Regions from separate parts of the Mus musculus genome. Here region 1 is linked to region 2. The links are chromatin contacts, called in public ChIA-PET maps. All regions are on one chromosome and are shown on one strand. Each heading gives the region's core, a stretch centred on a gene start, on an enhancer-like site or on the middle of the called end of the contact. The rest is flanking DNA. Distances are from core to core; before and after follow the strand shown. Region 1 holds the start of Phc2 (polyhomeotic 2). Region 2 overlaps Zscan20 (zinc finger and SCAN domains 20).

Evidence for each region. ChIA-PET counts read pairs in DNA pulled down with a chosen protein or histone mark.
Region 1: an RNA polymerase II ChIA-PET map of memory CD8 T cells shows a contact between it and region 2, with 38 read pairs. The contact joins the promoter of Phc2 here to the enhancer-like site in region 2. A contact is called at or near these places in 3 of 115 datasets of contacts at active chromatin or transcription factors (effector CD8 T cells, memory CD8 T cells and microglia).

Annotation. Positions count from the first base shown.
Region 1 is chr4:128,653,248-128,657,248 of GRCm38.p6, reverse strand. Phc2 (polyhomeotic 2) reads right to left here and starts at 2,547. Exons shown (of 15, transcript NM_001195130.1): 1 at 2,433-2,547.
Region 2 is chr4:128,592,632-128,596,904 of GRCm38.p6, reverse strand. All of the region lies in intron 2 of Zscan20 (zinc finger and SCAN domains 20), which reads left to right. Among named protein-coding and RNA genes, the nearest start is that of Zscan20, 15 kb to the left of the region's middle. Within about 2 kb of position 2,679, at least 54 of the 459 cell types and tissues checked have an H3K27ac peak or open chromatin away from gene starts, as enhancers often do. A contact at or near this core is called in effector CD8 T cells and memory CD8 T cells, where this site is marked.

The DNA of each region.
Region 1 (4,001 bases), core at 1,298-3,797, 60 kb before region 2:
ACACATATGAGCACACACATCACATATGCACACACACATTGTACATGCATACTGTCCCCCCCAGCATACAAAGGAAATTTGGGGTTAAGTGAAGCTAAAAGGCCTTTATCTGATTCAAACACATATTGAGTTCTGGGAAATGAGACCCACCTTACACATCTGGGCCCATCCTTGCTCTGTTTCATCATGACCAGGAAGTAAAGACAGGCTGGCTAGCTAGGGCAGGTGACATAACAGACTGCTACAGTTCTGGACATGGGTACCACGGAGAAGGGTGTGGTTTCTCTGCTCTGATAGTTAGGATCTCGGTATGAGAAACTACATTAGTGAATCATAGGTGGAAGTGGGACTAAGGGGAGGAGAGGACAGGAGAGAGGAAGGAGCAAGGACAGAAAGGTGGCAACCCCGGAAATACTTCACGAAAGACATGGACTGGTCCTGTTCTACAAAGACAGCTGAAGCTGTCAGACTCACTGCGCTGTACACGGCTGGCACCATTAACAGCAGGTTCTGGCCTGTATGCATGATTTGTAATCTGCCTGGAGCTCACATGTTGTTCAGACTCACTTAGAACTCTATATGTAGTCCAGGCTGGCTTGGAACTTGAGATATGTAGCCCAGGCTGGCTTGGAACTTGAGATTCTCCTGCCTCATTCAGTTGCTTGTGTTAGGATTACAGGCATGTGCAACCTCCCTGGCTGTGATCCCTCCCTCTCTCCCTTTCTTTTCTTTCCTTTTTTTTTGATTTTTGATTTTTTTTTTTTTTTTTTTCTGAGCATTGTGCCCAGGGCCAGGCTCTCTACCTTGGAGCCGTTGAAACCACTCCTTTCTGCTTCCACTTGTTGAACCTTTTCTCCGGTGACAAAGACCAGGAGCGAGGTTCACAAAAGCTCACAGGTTGGAATTCACGGGAAAATACCACTGGAAAATCATGATAGGAATGAGACATGTAAGCCAGCTTTTAGAAAGTCACACAGTAAAGGAGGCAGGATTGCAGTATAAAGCCAATTCCCAAATAAAAAGAAGGGGCGGGGGAAGCTATTCACCTGAGAGAATTTTCCTTAGTCACACCACTCACTGAGCCTTCTGTTTCAATGTCCTCCCTAACCTTTGCAACAAACTCCTATTCATCCTTCAACACTTTGCTGAAGTATGCTCTCTGGGAAGCCTTCTTTGACGTTGCATACATTTAACAGATCCATTCTTGCATCTGTTCTTCTGCTATCACTTTGGCTAACAGTTTGTCTCTTCCACCACCTCTCTGAGGACAAGGGCTAATTATCTTAGTCAGTGTAGCATCCTCTAGACACAACAGCGTGCCTGGTTTATACCAAGTGTTTGTCGTTGTGTTGATAAATACGCAACCTGCAAGTACAATTCGCATTTGATTTGCAAACCTAGGTTTGGTCGCTGGGACTTTTCATGTGGAAGCACGTTTCCCCTTGTTGTGAAGAAACGATTTGAGACTCATAAAGTAAGCTCCGACCATGAGAGCACATTAGTCTGCTTTTCATACCCCAGAGACTGGAGCATTTCCCCTCCACACTAAACCTCCTGGGGCTGGCTTGATATTAGCAGCACAGCTCCGTGCTAGCATTTCTATTGTGGCGAAGGCTAAATTACACCACGAGCCTAATGCGGCCACCAGTCTTAGTGAATTGGGGGAAGGGGTAATTAGAAGACAACATTTCTGTAGCAGACCTAGGCGCGGAGATGGAGGAGGAAGTTGATTTAAACCTAGCCATTAAAAGAATACGCCAGAAACTAAAGCAAAACAGGAGCTTCCTCTGGACACGACAACATACTCTAGTGCCCAAGGTCTGTTCCCCACGGTTGTCAGGTCAGAAAACAGGGGGCAGTGCCTACCTTGGGCACCCCTCCTTCTCTACCGTGGGACCTGCTTTGCTTAAGGAGAGAGCTCTTTTCTTCCAGTAACAACAACCACAGTTTGCTCCCCAACGCACCATCTCGATCTCGCCTTCGATGCCCAGCAACCCCCACCAGGCTTAACTCGGTATCTAAAGTGCCTGTGGCTGGGCTGTCAGGCCACGGAAGAGCAGGCGCGCGGTGGGGAGGCCGGACCCCGGTGTCTCCACAGTCCCCCAGAGGACACGGGCCGCAGGGGCGGGCCTCTCCATGTAAGAAGGCCACGCGCCCCCGAGATCACGCGACTGCAGGGACTTCAGCGGCTCTCCTACTGCCTCCCGCAAACCCTGACTCCAGAGATCGCCGCGGTCCTCATCGCGGCCGGGTCCGCGTCGGCGGTGAACCGGTGTCCACCGCGCTGCCCAGCCTTGCGCCGCAGGGCCCTCTCGCCGCACCGTGACAGCTGGGTGCCCAAAGGGTTAAACCCGCCGCGCGACGCCGGGTGTCCCCCGCGCGCCGCCCCGCCGCCGCCAGCCGGCCCCAGCGCGCACGCGCCCGCCCGTTACCTGCGGTGGCCTCCGCGCTCCTCCTCCACCTGGCCGCGCTCTCCCGGGGCCGCCCCTCAGCCCGCCCCCTCGGCTCTCCGCCGCGCACCCTGCTGGCTGCCCAGCTGTGGCCCGCGGAGGAGGGGCCTGGGGGGCGATTACCATGTATTAGCATACCGGAGAGTGTCACGTGCCCACTCCAGCCAATCGTCACTCGGAGAAGGCGGAGATTGAATTGAACACGCCTTGGTGCTGCTCTGGGACTGAACCGGTGGCCATGGCAACGGAGGGGAGGGCGGAGGAGGGGGCGCAGGCTCTGGAGCCTTGCCATCCCTTTGGAGCATCTCCTCTACCTGAACTCCGCACTGGGACTCCGGGTACTTTTCCTATTCTGCATATGGAGAGCACCTCAAATTGGTCTAGACAGGGAAATTCAGATTCCGGAAAGGCTCTGAACACTTAAACCACGTGCCTCACACTTTTCTGCAGCTAACTCTCTGGTAGCTTTAGGAAGTACATATCATAAACTTAATTTGATACTGGGGCGAGTTTATGCTCAGAGAGGCTCAGCCACACACCCAAAGTCACACAACCACCACACTACATTGTAAAGTGGAAATGTGAGAACATCAGGCCCAGGGCTCTCCTGCGTTCTTCACAATTCCAAGCGGTGGAGGGGAAGACTGTATACAAACAGTCGAAAGAAATTTCATACATCAGCAGTGGAGCACCTTTGCACTGCCCGACAATGTCCTTCTGAGGCATAAACCCGGTACACATATTACAGATGAGGCCTGGGCCAAACAGCTGTTAGGAGCCTATAGTTAATCATTCAATCCATGTGTGCTCAAGCTATCAAAAAATTTTACATCCACTCTTAATTGCACTGTTGCTATGGCCACTTTACTGATCCAGACACTGAACCATCGAAGCTGGGCAAGGAAATGTCCATACTTATTCCTCCAGTACTTCACACATTTAGATTCCAATCCTGGCTTATCCTACTCCAAAGCTATATTCTAAAGGCACCTCATTATACCAGGCTCATTGAACTTAGGTTTAGGCATAAGAACACCTTCCCTAATAGGACTGTCACTCAAGATTGAAATATATTCCGTGACAAGTGGCAAGTGTTGAAGTCACAAAACATAAAGTCACCCAGTTGGTAGGGGACTCTAGGATTCTGTCTCTCTGCCTTCATCTCTGTTGATCTGGTAATTCACTTAAAGGGACAAGCACTCCCATGGACTTGTTTAGTTCAGTGGTTCACTGATTTTAATGTAGCATGGACGGATTACTGGATTAGGCCCTGTGGTTTAAATGAACTATCTAGACACTTTAAGATCATTTAAAATATATAAATATTTCTTCCCACCAGACTGACTTAAAATCCAATTTCCTTCTAAACTGCGACTTAAGAGCACAGACAGAGAGGCAAACCTACTTGGGTTAACATTCTGCTTAGCCATTCATCAGCCGTGTGATCTATGGCAAGTTCTATAATCTGTTTGTGCCTCAGTTTCTTCACCAATAAGACAGGATAGGAATGTTGGAAGCATTAAAGAACTAATGTATTAGTTACACAGGCCT
Region 2 (4,273 bases), core at 1,430-3,929:
CTACACTGGCCTGAAACTCAGAAATCCACCTGCCTCTGCCTCCCAATTGCTGGGAGGTATGTACTACCATTGTCTGGCTTAGATGCATATTTAAATTAGAGTGCCCACAGAAATCAGGAGAGTAGTAAGGGACCCTGGGGTATTAGTTACTTTCTGGTATTATGACAGAATACCATGACCAAAAGCAACTTGGGGAGGTTCAAGTTCGTAGTTCAGCCCGTAATCCATCATCAAGGGAAGTCAGGGCAGGAAGTCAAGCAGGAGCTGAAGCCAGAACCACGGCAGAATGCTGCTTCCCCGCTCGCCCTCTCTGGCTTGCTCAGCCAGCTTTCTTATACAACCCAGGCCAACCTACCTAGTAATGGCACTGCCTAGAGTGGGCTAGACCCTTCCACATCGACTAGCCTAGGGAAATGGCCTCCCCAGTTGAGACTACCTCAGATAGGTCTGGGATATGTCAAGTTGACAGGTGAAGGTGACTGAGAGAAGGGAGAATCTCGTAGGAAGGGTAGAATACAGATGTCATGAAGAGGGAAAGAAAATAATGGGGAAAAGGGGGTTAAAGGGATGAGGGAGGGCAAGGTGGAGCAGGGAGTGTGGGGAAGGAAAATAATAGGACCTTTGAATATGCCATATGGAAAAGTACCACTGTGCGAGCTTTCTAAAACACACACACACACACACACACACACACACACACACACACACACACACACAGAGGAATGGACTGACTCTACAAAAGAAGCAATGCTTTTCCCAGGTCCCAGGCTATCAAATAAAAAGCCTTTTTCTAGATATGGGTTACCTCTTGAGCTGGTCAGTGGGAGTCCACAAACATTAGAGGCTACAGCCATTGCCCCTGGTGGCCCCTCCAGAACTTAATGGGAAGGCCCTGTTGCTGAAGACACCACATACTTGAACTGTAGCACAGAGAGAAATCAAGCTGGCACCAGCCTGGGAGCTTCACCCCCACTGGCTAGCTTTCATGGTGGCATGAAGTTTGACAAGTGGCCTGACCAGATCTCCCGGCTGGTACGATGTTGGTGGGAATGTTATGCGGATGAGATGGCCTGGTTGGATTTGAGACCTGCTCCATAAGATGGTACTCATGTTTGCGCTGTTAACTAGGCTAAAACCCCACTGACGAGGTCGCAGGCCTTAGCGGAGAGCCAAATACTATTATTCTGCTAAATGGACATAGTATTAAACTGCCCCCTAAATTCTTACCTTATTCCCATGGATTGCTGCATCTTCTGTCATGAGAGAAACTACCCTTGCAGTAGACGTGGATTAAAGCAGAGATTCACAGCTGGTTATCATGCAGAGTAAGAGACTGGAGTACTCAGCTCTGACTGGGCCGTCTCTCCCATACAACCTCCCTTGAGGGTCAGGGAGCATCATAAAACAGAGACAGAAAATGTATAAGAGATACAGGGAGTAGATGCCTGCAGTGAAAGATTCTTTGGTGGGCATGACAAGGCTGCTCCACTCATGAACTCGGTGGTAGGAGCTGAACCTGGTCTTCTGGAAGAGCAGCGCGTGCTCGCAGCTGCCGAGCCGTCTCTCCAGTCCTGTGTTCTGGATACAGCACTGGTAACTCACTTCCAAGCTCTGCAACTCTCCCTGCATCCCGAGGGCTTTTATCTAATTATCTATCTATCTATCTATCTATCTATCTATCTATCTATTTATCTTAAGTTGTATTTTCATGTAATTTAAAGTAATTTCTCTTGAAATTTCTTCCTTGACTCAAATATTTACTTGTATATTGTTTGAGCTCCAAGTATCATGGATTTTCCAGCTACCTTTCTGTTTCTGAGTCACTTCCATGTGATCCGAGGAGCCCACTTGTCACGATCCTGCCCTTTGACATTCGCTTAGTGTGTTTTGTGGCCTGGCATGTGGTTGCCGTGGCAATGAATGGTCCATGAGGGCAGATCTTGTACTCCTTCGTTAGAAGTTCTACCTTGCAGAATTCAGCCATCCCTCTGCTGTTCTGTCCCGCTAGTGAGTCTACACCGCTCATCGCTCTCTTCCCTTCAACTGACTTTGGTTTTGTCTGTTCCAAGAGCTGTGCTGACGTCACTGACTGTACTCACCCTCTTCTGCTTCTGTCAGTTTTGGACTGTGTTATTAGAAGTATGGAGGATCAAGGTGTGTGCAGTCCTTACCTGGATGAGAATTATCATGCCTTTGTGGAGTGTCAAACCCCTGTATCATATCATGAAGCCACTCTTCAGCCCTGGGAACTTCTCTTGCTCTGAAGTCTCCTGTTCTGAAATTAATACAGCTTCTCTTACTCCACCCCTCTTCATGTGCATGTGTATGGTGTGCATGCATGTTTGCATGTATGTTAGGGTGTGCTTATATGTGTGTGCATGTGTGTGTGCACACATGTGCATGTGTGTGCACATGTGTGTGTGCACGAGTGTGCATGTGTGTGTGTGTGTGTTTGGAGGCTTGAGGTTGATGCCAGGATTCATCTTTAATCACTCTTCTACCTTACTCATTGAGGCGGGCGGAGTCTCAGTCAGACCGAGAGATCACGGATGTGGCTAGTCTTACTAGCCAGCTTGCTCTTGGGATCCCCAGTCTCTGCCTTCTAAAGCTGGCACTACAGACAGGCCTCCATGATTACCCTGTATTTACATGGGCTCTGGGGTCTGAAGTTTGACCTGAACTGCTTGTGTGTCAAGAACTTTAACCACTGAGGCATCTTCCGGCCCACTTCCTTTTGGTTAGGGTTAAGTTGGTATCTCTTACTTCCTCCTTTGCCTTTTATCTGTAAGGTGTCTCTATATTTAAAGTGGATTTCTTAGTTACAGCATATATTTGGGTCATATTTTATACACTCTTGGCCTTTTACTTGGTTTGTTTATTTATCTTTGAGATAGGGTCTTATAGTATAATCCAGCCTGCTCCCAAACTTGCAATCCTCCTGCCTTAGCTTCCCAACTGCTGGGATTGCAGATGAGAATCACCATGCCAGCTAGTTAGTGTGTTTAGACCGTTGGCACCTGGGTTACTATTTTTAAGTTTTATGGTTTGATAATCCCAGCTCTCTGCCATCTGACACTGGTTCATGCTGATTGCTCTTCAAAATGTTGCTTGCCTTCCGGTATGCCTTGAAAGTTTTGGTTAAAAGGTGGCATATGATGTCTTGGGTGGAAGGAGCTATGTAAGTAAGTCTTTTAGAATACAGTGGCAGAGCATGTCTAGTGGGCAGTCTACAGCTCTGTGCTCTGGACTCTGAAATTCATCAGTATTTCTCAGGCTTCCCTTTGTGGGTGGGGCAGGCTGCTAGAAAGGGCTTCAGGCAGGCACTCCTGTCACCTGTGCAGAATAGTAGGGAAACAGAAGGGGCAGCTCCTTTATGTAAAGTAGGCTATGCTCCGGCACTCACTGTTCACAGAGTACACTGGTGTGTTTCACAGTGGTTCCTGTCCCTACTCCACCCCACCCTGCAGAATCATGAGGGGACTTTCCTGCGCATTCCCCTCATTACGAGGATGGATAGAGCTCTTGGAAGTGACACTCGGTAAAGCTCACCTGCCCTTGTCTTGGTGACTGGGTTTCCTGGAGCCTGACTCTCAGGTGGCCTGCCCTGTGCCTCTAGCTGTAGGGCTTTCCTGCCAGCACCGGTCCCTTCAGAGGTCTCCCCTCCAGTGAAGTCACCTCTCTTACTTCTCCAGCTTCGAGGGCAGGCCTAGGTGGTGTGGCCTCGCTTCTCTGATGGATCTAAGAGCTTTGAGTCTTGTTCGGCTTGGGTTTGTCCAGCTCACTTCTCGCTGAGGTGGAGCGATGATGTCTAAGCTCCTTCCTGGATTAGAAACTTGAGACGATCCTCATGGTTGTCTCATTCCTCGTCATTGTCAGTTGAATCTGCCTTTCTTCCGTGTTGGCAGTTCTGGCCCAAGGGGTTGAAGTCTCCGTTGTAGCGTGGTATCAGCTGGAGGAGCTGGCTAGAGTGAGGATTGTCTTAGAGTTTATCCATGCAGCTTCTTTGTTGATTGTAACTACTTCAGAGGCAAGCAGGCTTATAAATATGCTTATCAGTTATTTTTAAGGTCACAACATTTTATGTAATTTACTTCTGTGAAGCAAGAGCATTTTGAATAGTGTTCACCTGCTTTAGATACTTGTGTAGCCTCCCAGAATTCCACAAGACAGAACTCATTTCGTAGTGGAGATAGACCTCGTTCGGTAGCACAGACAGAATTCATATGGTAGTATAAATGCTGATTTGTTTCCTGAAGTCAGTCTGATAGTTTTC